Linked DNA regions of Mus musculus: region 2 is linked to region 1. A link is a contact called in public promoter capture Hi-C data. All regions are on one chromosome and are shown on one strand. The core of a region is the stretch at or near the end of the contact, and the rest is flanking DNA. Distances in the headings are between cores, read along the strand shown.

Region 1 (6,217 bases), core at 2,304-4,803:
AGGAGAGTACAGAATGGGGTGTGGGAACACCACCCAGGAAAGGAGCCCCTGAGGTGTTTGGGGAGTGGCTCCAGCTGGCCCTGAGAAAGCCCTGAGGTTGGGGGTGGTAGGTGGGCTGGGAGCTGAAGAATGGGGAGCCGGGGAGGAAACTGCAGCAGGATGAGCAGTTCCACCTTCTCCTGTGTCCACAACCTCTGTGTAAATGTAAGGGGAGTGAGGCAGGCTGAATGGATGGCCCAGGCCAGTGAGATGTGACTCGGGCCAGTAGGAGCCAAAGACAATGCCTTGTTTTGAAAACACCAGGAACAGGGCACAGAGCACCCTTGACAGAACATGGAAGGCCTGGAGCAGCCCCTTGCTTCTCCACGGTGCCCACAGTCCTAATAAGACCGTGCACACAGCCTCAGGAGTGAGCCAAGGAGGCTGGGGCCACCTGCAATAGCATGGGCCTTGGTACCATCCGGTCATACCACACAGTGCATGTCTGCAGAGGTACCGAGCAAGCACATGCTGGATTAGCAGGTAGTAACCAGCCCTGCAGCGGACCAGGCAGGTGCTTTCTTCCCTAAAGGATTTCACTTCCTCCATTCACCTAAGTGCATCACACACCAACTATGTTCCAAACAACTGCTAGTGACCCAACATGGCTGAGATCTGGATGAACCTTTCTGCTGAAACTTCTTTCACCTCGGGTGGCACCAGCGCACAGCAGCCTGGACCACGCACGTCCTCTCTGTTGCCTCACTAGCATGACATCCTAGGCTGGTGGCACTTGGCACTGTTAAAGGGCTATGGCTTCTGACATGCAAAAACAGTTGGTCAAAGGTCAAGCCCTTGAAATTATACTGTCACCTATTTATAGCCATTCGCCCCTTACCAGTCCTTTCCTTAGTCTGACTTTCCCCTGGAGTATTCTGTAATAAACCCCAGAGACATGAGAGAGGTCAGGGGCCAGCGTTTCTGTCCACAGTTCCCAGGTTAGGACAGGGTCTGGAAAGTTGCATGGTTGCTGGACAGGCAGGGATGCATCCCTTTCTGACTACTTGGATTGGAGTTAATGGACTCCCACTGAAAATACAAGGAGAAAGAGAGTCCTACCCAAAGTGTCTCTTATAAATACATCTGAATATTCAGTATGGCATAAAGTTAAAAACAAAAAACAAAAAACAAGACAAGAAGGCAGGGTGTCTGAAATCCCCAGATACAAGCATTTCCACAGCAGGTTGTGGAGATAAAAGGCTCTTCCCATATGAGAGATACCTAGACAATTACCACACCATCTCCTCTGTCCCTTATCTCATCCACAAGATGCTACTTTCCTGTGCCTAGACAGCTCCTGGCTGCTAATTAAACCACTGCTACCAGGTTAGTTACTGTAGGAGATGACCAAGCTCGGGCCCACAAGGAGGAAGAAGGTCAAGCGGGGCCATGCCTCTCACTCTCAGGATTGCCAGTGTCCTGCTCACACTGGGAAGAGGGGACACCTGGTGTGGTGTAAGTAATAAGACTTCACCTAGGGAGAGAGAGAAAGACAGCAACCTGATAGACTGAGTCTATTAGATGGTCCTCAGAGCTGGTCTGTGAAAGCCCTCCTCATCAAAAAACCACAGGGCTGTTCTGAGGGTGCCATTAAGGCGGCCATGGGGACTCTCCTAACTGTCTAGTGTTTCTGTCTATTCCATCCCAGGTATGCACTCCCCACACACCTCAGCACACCACCTGGTTGCTTTCTGCCCACCCATCCCCACCTCACCCCTCATTTTTAAATGCTGTCCTCTTTCCCAGGCCTCTGCCTATCTTGGCTACAACTGCTGACCCAAGGTCCTCATAGCTCCACTTGGTCACCCAGAAGGTGCAGGCACTGATGGACAACAGGCCATCCTCTGTGCTGGACCATGGGAAGAGATACCTCAGCCTGGAGGACAAGACCCAGCAGGGTTCGTCTTTATGACCTTGCTATCTATAGGGCCAGAAATCCCGAGTGAGCTCGATCCTCTGGGTCAAATATAGCCTGGGTCTATAGTCTTGAGTACTGAGGATGCTGAGGTAAAAGGGTCATTTGAGCCTGGGGGTTTGAGACCAGCCTAGGAGATCCAATGAGGGCTGGTCCTGTAGTAGAGACCAAGCTAGGCACTGCTCAGTCACCAGGTTCTGATTTTATATATAGCACCATGCCAAGCTGTAAGCAAAGAAGGGTCGATATAAAATGGTCACAGCCTGGAGCCACGCAGACCTTTAGTTGCTTTTAAGACTCTGTCTCAATAAAAACAAACACCTCCCACAAACCATTTCAAAGTCTGGAGTTTCTTATCAGAAGAAAATTCAGGTGTAAACCAAGTCACCCTAACATAACAGCATTGGCAGCTGGAAACATAACAGCTGCTGGTCAACGCTAGCTATCAGCTAGGAGAATGAACGGATGACCACAGAGCAACTGGCCTTACAGAAGAGAAGGTACGGCAGTCTCTCTCAGAAAGAAGCCAGACTCCTCCTCCTCCTCTTCATCATCATCATCATCATCATCATCATCATCATTATTATTAAACAGCACTAACCAATCAGACTACCCAGAAGTTTTTCCACCAGGGTTTCCAACGATCACCAGGGGTTCTGAAAGGATCATCAAGAGCCACCCCCACCCATTCTGACCTAATCCCTTAATCCCACAGCAGAGGGTCACCATGTAAATCTCCCCCACCCTCTGCCCTGCAGGAACAATGGCCCGCATCCCTCCAGGGTCAGGCTGCCTCCCAGAAGAGCACCCATGCTTAAGCGGCTGGAGCCAGAGCTTGCACCAGGTTTCCTGTTTTCCCAGACGGACCTGGCTTTCAGCTGTGTCGGGCTTGATTCGGGAAAGGGAACAATTAGAGATGGAGAGGCTGGGGTGTGAAGCGGGTGGAAGCCCTCGCTGGTTCCAACTCTAAAATCCCTGAGCACCTTTCCCTGCCCCCCTCAGGCAGGATGTGCTCCCTGGTTCTTTCAAACATTTCCCTGAAAAGTTTAGAAACTGAAAGAAATGCAGTAGGGCTGGAAAGGTGTTGGTCTGGGATTTAACCGCTTATAAGGACTTGGGTCTGTTAACAAAAAGATAACACGGGGGACAGAAACAGAAGGGGAGAGTGGATAGGTCAGTGTGGAGAAGGATGAGGCACCAATGGATAGGTGATCTGTACCACATGAAACCAGACCTAGTCCCAGCCCCAAACCCCAAAGGAGTCCTGTGCCCAGAGTCCTGAGCTGTGCAGGTAGTTCCCCTCTTAGAGCTGCTAGAAACTTGTAACCCAGCTCCCGGGTCCCCAAATTGCCTGCCAGCGGCAGAGATACCAACGATGCCCTTAGCTAACCTGTGGTGTCCAGCAGAGCCAGAGGGCCTGGCACGGGCGGTGGGAGCGGCTGCATTCCCGAAGTGCCCTCCACTGGGAGGGCAGTGCCCCGAAGCTCCTCCTGCCCGGTGATTAGGTTTCAGAGTCCCAGCAGTTTCAAGAAATGCAGCCCTGTGTCCGCTCTCCTCTACTCCACCGCGCTTCTTTCTACCTCTCCTTTGGTCATTTCCCTTCTCCCTCCACCTCCCCTCTGCCCCCACCATCTCCTACACCTCCCTTCCTCCCTCCAAGGTCCTGGTGCCTGCCAGCAGCTCCTCCTTCTCTTCTCCCCCTCCTTTTTCTCCTCCCCCCTCTTCCCCTTCCAGTCTCTAGTCCCTGGAAATTAAGAGTCTAAGAAAAGACCCACCGACCCACCCACCGAGCCAGTGAGAAAGAATGTACCTGAAGAAACACTGTAGACCGCTGGCCTGAGCCCAACGCTCGGTCAGAGGTGGCCCCGCAGACCAAGGACTGGGTGGCTCAGGTGGAGGGAAACAGAAAGACAGCAGGTGCAGAGCAGGAATTCTCCACACAGCTGGAAAGGACTCAAGCCCCGCCTACTTCAGACCCCCAGCTGAGCCCTCCCGCATCAATCATTAAGAAAATGCTCTACAGACTTGCACACAGGTGATGTGATGGACCGAGGCATCTTCTCAGTTGGGGTTCGGGGGAAGGGGGTCTGCATATAGCATGGAAACTCAGGTTCTGTTGTGAGCATGCCCCAACCCAGCAGCTAAAGTTCAGAGTGAAGGCTGCTATGGGAAGCCAGAGAGGGGCTGCAAGAAAACAGGCAAGCAGACTGGGCATGTCTTATTTAAGTTCCTTAGTTAAGTTCCTGTTGCTTCAATAAAGACACCATGGCCAAAAGCAGCCTGGCAAGGAAAGAGCTCCTTGGGCTTATATGTCTGATCACAGTCCACCATTGGAAGAGCCAAGGCAGGTACGGAAGCAGCAACCACGGACAGGCTCTGCTTACTGGCTTGTGTCTCATAGTTTGCTCAGTCTGCTTTCTTAGACCACCCAAGACCACCTACTCAGGGGTGGCACCTCCCCCAGTGAGCTGGGCCCTTCCACACCAGTCCTTAACTCAGAAAATGCTCAGTAGTCTTGCCCACAGGTGATAGGACAGAGGCAGTTTCTCAGGTGATATTCCTCTTCTAAGATTACTCTAGCTTGGGTCAAGTTGGCAAAAAACTAACCAAGACGGAGTACCATGCATGGCAGCAGTAGGGGAAAGTAAGTCTTTTAAAGACTATTAATGCATTGCTTAAAAGGTTTTGAGAACCAGGAGTATAGTACTCAATGGTGAAGTGCTTACATAGCTCAGTGTTATAGTAGTTACACAGTTCCATAGTAGGGTGCTTACATAGCTCAGGGGTAGAGTACTTACACAGTTCCATAGTAGGGTGCTTACATAGCTCAGGGGTAGAGTACTTACACAGTTCCATAGCAGAGTGCTTACATATAACTCAGTTGTAGGGTACTTACACAGTTCTTTAGTAGAGTGCTTACGTATAACTACTCAGTGGCAAAATGCATACACAGTTCCATAGTAGAGTGCTTAAATAGCTCAGTGGTAGAGGACTTACACAGTTCCATAATAGAGTGCTTACACAATTCCATAGTAGAGTCCTTACATAGCTCAGTGATAGGGTGCTTACATAGTTCCACAATAGGGTGCTTACATATCTCAATGGTAGGGTACTTACACAGTTCCATAGTTGAGTACTTACATATCTCAGTGGTAGGGTACTTACACAGTTCCATAGTAGAGTGCTTATACAGCTCAGTAGTACTTACACAGTTCCATGGTAGGGTGCTTACATATCTCAGTGGTAGGGTACTTACACAGTTCCATAGTTGAGTGCTTACATAGCACAGTGGTAGAGTACTTACACAGGTCCATAGTAGGGTGCTTACATAGCTCAGTAGTAGAGTACTCACACAGTTCTTTAGTAGGGTGCTTACATAGTATGTATGGTAAGCATGAGGCTGCCTGCTTGATCTCTAGCTGCAAAAACAGAGGCAGACGGGTGGGAAGGAGGGAGGATGCGAGTGATGGAAATCAACCCCTCCTCACCAAGGAAGGCACTTGAGGGCTGTTTCCTTAGCAAGACACGGTTGACGATTAGGTCATTTTTTGGCAGGCTGAGTGAAGGCTGCTGGGGGGGAGCGGGGGTAGGGTGGGGTGGGGTGGGGTGGGGTGGGGTGGGGTCACGGCAGGAAACAAGTGAGCAGACAAGGCACATCTTAACCAAAAGCAGCTTGAGAAGAAAAGCTTCTCTGGCTTATGCATCTGACCACAGTCCACCATTGGAAGAAGCCGAGGCAGGAACTGAAGCAGCAACCTTGGAGGAACCCTGCTTGCTAGCTTGCTAACAGTAAAGGGAACTTAGGAGCCTGCCTCTGAGAGACCAGACCAGCTCCATCTTGGGTTCAGACCCCATCTTCAAGAACTTGACCTAAGGTTGAATTCGGGTTAACCAACAAGCCTGCACCTAGCACTAGCCTCCAGGTCACTCCTTAACAACCAGCCATCAGGAGGAAGGCAGACGCTACAGTTGCACCTAAAGATATTTACTTATGGAAATTTATAGTTTGGCTCCCAGCACCAGGCAATCATTTTAAAGGGCAACAAATTCCATAATAGCCCCCCAATCAGATGTGTGCCAAGCTGGACACCCCATTGCTGGTTTGCTTGCCTCTATTAATGCTTGCTTGAGACTGGGCTTGGGGCTTCACCTTCCTGTCCTGCTGCATCAGTGACTACAGTGTGGCCCAAGCTTGAGCTTGAATAAAGACCCTGGTGCACAACACATCCACAATGAAGGGGTGGATTGCCCCTGTACAAACAA
Region 2 (6,217 bases), core at 2,659-5,158, 490 kb before region 1:
TAGTGCTCAAACATAAATGAAAAGTCTGTAAGACCCCAACGGACAGGGAGGAGTGCGACGAAATGCCGCCTTCTAAACACACCATGGCCACTGCAGTCACAGGCACTCAGCGGCTATGGCTGCCTGCCTAAGTAGGAGGGGGACCAGGGGGAGAAGGGGGTGAGGAAGCATCTTAGTTACTACTGCTGTGATAAAACACCATGATCAAGCCAGGCGTGGTGGCGCACGCCTTTAATCCCAGCACTCGGGAGGCAGAGGCAGGTGGATTTCTGGGTTCGAGGCCAGCCTGGTCTACAGAGTGAGTTCCAGGATAGCCAGGGCTATACAGAGAAACCCTGTCTCAAAAAACCAAAACAAAAAACAAAAAACCAAAAAACAAACAAACAAACAACCCACCATGATCAAAGCAACCTGGGGAGGAAAGGGTTTATTCAGCTCATACTTCTACATCATTGTTCACCACCCAAGGAAATAGACAGGGCAGGCACCTGGAGGCAGGAGCTGACACAGAGGCCATGGAGGGGTGCTGCTCACTGGCTTGCTCCTCATGGCTTGCTCAGTCTGCTTCCTTATAGCACCCAATCCCATCAGCCCAGGGATGGCACCACCCACAATGGGTTGGGCCCTCCCCCATAAATCGCTAATTTAGAAAATGCTGCAAAGGCTTGCCTACCTGATCCTATGACATGTAACTGTCAGAAATGTTATAAAATTAAAATCAGCAATGGCTTCCCACTCCTATGAATATGCTGCATTAAGAATTAATGAATGTGTAAATGGCCAGGTTGTATACTCTGTGAATTATTAATCAATAAATATTTTATTTTAAAAAAGACAACAAATATTCCAGTAATAATCATACCCTTTTGGACGATTTTATCCAAAATGTTGAAGTAGTTCTTCTGTGCCACTCCACTCAGTGAGGTTAACTGGGACTTCGCAATTAGCTGCAGTAGCTTGAAGAAAAAAGAGAAACGTTAAGCCGCCTGTTAACTATGGAAACACCGTGGTCACCCAGTGGAGCTCGGTGTGAGATGCACTGATATGAAGACTCCAGTAAGGTGGTTTCAGGGAAGGCCTGCTCTCTGTGTATGGTGGGGACGACTCCAGCTCCTGAGGTAAGGAGACCTGCTTTCTGTGCTGCTCAAGAGTCTCCACAGGTCCGCTATGGGCCGGTGAGATAAATAGACACTCGGCCTCCTAGCTGCGAGGGTCCTAGTCACTAGCAGACTCTCCACACGCTCCTTCATGCTCTGACCCACTGTCAAAAGCTTCCTTCTAAGTTGAGATTTTAAAAGATTGTCACACCCAAGCTCTTCAGGTGCCACTTCAAACACTGAAGAAAATCAGGGAACCAAGGAAGATCAATGTGAGGATCTAAGTGACGCCAACCATGATGGAAAGACAAGGGCTCTCCCTGCCGCCGGTGCCTCCCGCGGCCGCACAACCACCGTCTGTTACACACTGAGCCTTGCTGGCTCTGCACAGGGCCTGCTGTGTCCTCCCCTGCTTCCGCTCCTCTCCGCTCTTACTTGTATCTTCCCACTCTCTTTCCCAACATCAGGTTCCTACATCCTGGGGATTTACTATGCATGACTTGGAGCTGGGATACTTTTTGACCCAAACTAGAAACATTCACTTCACCAACTTGTTAGCGTCTACTGATACAGTAAAGGTTTGGCTTAATTCTGACATGTCTTTATAACTTACAGAAACTCCTCAGGAGGGCTTCCATTCTTCTGTTCATAAGGCACTTCTGTAATACATGACTACATGACTCTCTTGCCCTCTCGGGCTGCAGAGGAAACATCCAGCTATGTCAGTTGCCTGTTCCAAGTCACAACAAACCTGTCACCTTCTTGTCTCTCCTCCCTTCCACAGCTCTGTGGCATGGGATAACATCTGGACCATAGTTTGCTCTCATCTTAGCCGGAGAATGCCTCACAGCACAACGGACCCTCAACAGAGCTGTGGTGGACAGCAAGACTGAGGCAGTGTGACAAGGGTTCCCAAGGAAACACCCTGGGTCACACAGCTCTGCCGCTGAGTGCTACCACACATGTAAAGAACCAATGCCATTTCTTCTCAAAACATTCCAAGAAGGCAAGGACGTCTTCCAAATGCACACCATGAGACTTGCATATTTGGTATTGACCAAAAGCAAATTAGAAGACAAAATCAACAAGCCACTACAGGACAAAACCCTATTTAAAAAAAAAAAATCAAACCAACAAACAAACCATACTAAAATCTGCTCCCTTGCCCAATTCCAGGACACAGAAACCAGCTGCACAGCAAGCCTTTCACCACCACTCAGGACTCCTAAAATGAAGGGAGCCATTTCTCATGGGAAACCAGTCAGCCGCATGCACATTAACAGTGTAGGAAAACTCACAATCCTCTCAATAAACACAGAAGGAGCATTTGCTCAAACCCAACAACCTCCAACCATAACAAACAAGTGTAGAAGGAACCAAAGGGCTAAGGACACACGAGCCAGCCCAGGACTGCTGCCACTGAGGACACAGGAGCCAGCCCAGGGCGGCCACCACTGAGGACACACAAGCCAGCCCAGCGCTGCCACCACAGTGAGTGGCACACCAAAGCTCCCTGTGATCTGAAACAAGACCCTTCATCCCTCATGTTGCTTTTTGTCAGAGTATTTCATCGCAGCACCAGGAAGCTGACACCCAGCCAGCAGGGCAGGGTTAATTATCTTCTGAATAGGCATAAGTCCTGACTCTTTTAAGAAAACTTCTTATTTAGAAACAGAATAAGTCACTTCTACTTTTTTTTGGTTTTGTTTTATTTTTAAAGATTTACTTATTTTATATTTTATGTATATGAGTGCACTGTCACTGTCTTCAGACTCACCAGGAGAGGGCATCAGATCCCATTACAGATGGTTGTGAGCCACCATGTGGTTGCTGGGAATTGAACTCTGGAAGAGCAGTCGGTGCTCTTAACCACTGAGCCATCTCTCCAGCCCCCGTCACTGTCACTTCTACTTTGTAAAGAGGATTATTTACAGAGGTCTTTTAGAGCTGGCAGCACTGGTACTGTGAGCGCTGGCCTGTGTCCTCCCTGGATGCTTAACTCCTCCACTCCTAAACAAGGTCCATCACCAGGGCAGCGGACTTGGATGCCCTGCAGGAGGTCAGGGGCCACTGCCCTGTGTACACTGGACACCAGAAGACGCCGTGGCTGCCTCGCCTGCACCCACCCGTGCTGTCTAGAATCACACATTACATATCACACTAGCGGAGGTCAAGAGCCATCCAGTCTCACATCTCTGTCCTGCAGCAACACTTCTAACCGCCTAGGAGGCAGTGAGAGTCTTCTGGCAGCACTGGGAACGGGCCGGCCGGTGTGAAGCCTGACTGGTGCTTTACCCACAATGCAGTGGCGTGGATGAGCCACAGACAAAAGCAAACTGCATGAGAGCTATCACAGCAAAGACCTCGCCCTTCTGAAGATCGCCCAAGGCAGAAACTCCTCAACAGCCGTCAGTACTGCAGGGAGACTTTCTGGAGTTCTAGTCCTTATGAAATCCTCTTGTCTACTGGCCAGTTGTTCCTGTGTATACAACAAGGCTCATTCCGGGTGAACACGAGAAGTGGAACATGCATGTGGAACCATCAGGGGTCCTCATGAGCTCAAACGTGGGAGGCATTTCCAAGAAAAGGACCCTGCAATGTCTTAGTTCCTGTGGCCTCTGGGACTTGCAACTGTGACCTAAGTGTTGCAACCCCCCTCCATATCTTCTCCTGAGCTGTCCCTTTCCTTTCTGTACATAGACAGGTGACCCGTTATGTAATCTCATACCTGTAACCTTCAAACTAGTCATTCGGGAGTCATCAAAGCTGCTTCCGCAAGAACCACTTACTTTGACCACGTAAGTGAACCTCCTGATGTCCTGAATGGCACTTGAGAAGTCTAGCCGGTTGAAGGCTTCTCCCAGGGTGCAGTAGCCATGCCTCTACAAGACATCAGACAGGCAGGGACGTCAGCCAGCCAAGGAAAGTCAGTCAACATCTGACACCGGCTAGGGCATAAAAGCCTCTAGTGAAAGGTATTTGTATTAGTTCTAAAACCCATGTCAGACATAAATGAGAACAGAGCAAAGACAGCAATACTAAACGTAAGCCAACTGTGTGTTACTGAGACAGGAGGCACGGCAGTTTTTCACATTGCTGCTAGAGTGAGTACTAGTGAAACTCCACTCTGCTTTCTGTTGCTGGGGACAAGGGGGAGGGGGTGGGAGGACAGGAGGCCTCGGGATCTGGTGCTGTACACACTCAGGGAGCAATTCTCTGCAGGGAATTCTCACTGCTCTGCTGGAAATGTGTCCAACCACCAAGGAGTGAGCCTTACGGGGGCCACTGGCAACCGGAGGCATCTCTGAAAAACAGGTGTGAGCAGGCCTGAGGGTATATGACCCAAGCTGGGATCATGTGAGCTGAGCACGCCAAAAGCCAACTACTACAATGAGATACAGAGGTCTGGGAATCAAGGGTGAAATATAAGTAAACTATTGGCATTCTGTCTGAAATCTCTTTTGTTTTCTGTATCGATCTGTATGGATTTCACCTCAGGTCAGGACAGATCTTAAAACCTTCCTTCTGCATCTGAAATACGTACACTACACAGATTTCCAGTTGAGAGTTTTGGGGGCAGGTGAGCTGCAGGGCAGTAAGGAACCACAGGGGACTCTGAGTGAAAGGTTGCCAGGGCTGCTGAGGAGCAGTGGAGACAGCAACGGATCTGTTGATCGCGTGGGGAGACGACACAGCTCTAAGAACAGCCCTAACGTGTACAACCCAACCACACACTCACAGGAAACACTGAGACCCACGTTTTCTCAGTGTGTGCAACACACCAAGCACTGCTGTGGAGTTGTGGGGAACAAAGGGTAGAGCACAGTGTAGAATCTGAGGTATATCTCACTTTAAGGAAAAACCTTATGGTGGTGAGGACATCTCTCCGCGGTGACGACCCTCACACAGTACAAGGTTAGCATGTACTCAGGAGCACCTGTCTGCAACGACCTGGGTCACTACAGGGATGAAGGATGGCACAGGATGCCTTGGCAATCTCCTAACATCAGACCCCATCCCACGAAGTCACAGGACACCCTGGCAGTCTCCTAACAACCTCCCCTTGTTGCTTTTCCCAGATGGAATCCACACGACTCACAAAGTAGGGGCGATATTTAATTGAGCTTGGCTTTGTACAATTAGGTTAGCTCTGACAGTCTTTCAGTAGTATGTATGTCAAGGACTGGACTCATTGGACAACCACTTTAAGGACAGTAACCATCACCAAGTAAGCTTTCTTTCCCACAATCAAGTATCTTCTAGGAAGCTGAGATAGTTTAAAGACATCACTGGGAAGGTACCTGCCACAAAGTCTAACAACTGGAGTTCAAGTCCCAGGACCTACAGTAGAAGGAGAAAGCTGACGCCTACAAGTTCTCCTACAAGTAGACCTTCCCATCCCTACCATAACAGGTAAGCGCGCACACACACACACACACACACACACACACACACACACACACTCTGAATAAATAAATGTGATAAATTAAAAAAAAAAGATATTACCATTTCTGGAACATTTAACTAACCCTAACCTCATACTTGTGTAATGTAAAACTGCACCCTTAGAGTGACTCAGCTTAGCAATCACATACAGATAAAAGTCCACAGCGTTCTGCAGAGCCAGCCTCGATGTAGCTTCCCATGAGCAACTTTGCATTGTGGAAGGAGGGGCTCATGGCATTTGTGGTGACCTCATGTTGCTAATGAATATAATTATGAATTATAACATGACTAATCCCTGTGGCATACTCAACAGAAACAATACATTGCACACTCCTCTAATGCACACTTCCTTCCTTACATTGCACACTCCTCTAATGCACACTTACTCACTTACTTACATTGCACACTCCTTTAATGCACACTTACTTCCTTTGTGCTTTCCTTATGGACGTAGATCCATTTTTCACGATAAAAACCTAGAACAAAGATGAAATGTCTTTAAAACCTGGAAAGTCATCTCAACCTCAGTATTTTAGGGACACTCTGATGACAGGGCATGCTAACATTGACTCCCTGTTCCAGCTAAGAGATGCCTCTGCTTGGATAAGTGTTAAAATGCACTTTATTCCCTAATATCATGGAAGTACTTAGACTCCTGTCCATGAAAAGTTATT

The links. Promoter capture Hi-C pulls out the DNA fragments that hold promoters and counts their contacts.
Region 2: a promoter capture Hi-C map of the 3T3-L1 cell line shows a contact between it and region 1, with 5 times the contacts expected there. The contact joins the enhancer-like site here to the promoter of Tmem255b in region 1. A contact is called at or near these places in 12 of 39 promoter capture datasets (the 3T3-L1 cell line, the C10 cell line, the SN4741 cell line and 7 more).

What each region holds. Positions count from the first base shown.
Region 1 is chr8:13,432,795-13,439,011 of GRCm38.p6, reverse strand. It overlaps Tmem255b (transmembrane protein 255B), which reads right to left and starts at 3,553. Exons shown (of 9, transcript NM_001143671.1): 1 at 3,345-3,553. The coding sequence starts at 3,399.
Region 2 is chr8:13,921,687-13,927,903 of GRCm38.p6, reverse strand. It overlaps Fbxo25 (F-box protein 25), which reads right to left. Exons shown (of 10, transcript NM_025785.3): 4 at 5,970-6,019; 5 at 3,887-3,979; 6 at 863-956. Among named protein-coding and RNA genes, the nearest start is that of Fbxo25, 17 kb to the right of the region's middle. Within about 2 kb of position 3,908, at least 5 of the 459 cell types and tissues checked have an H3K27ac peak or open chromatin away from gene starts, as enhancers often do.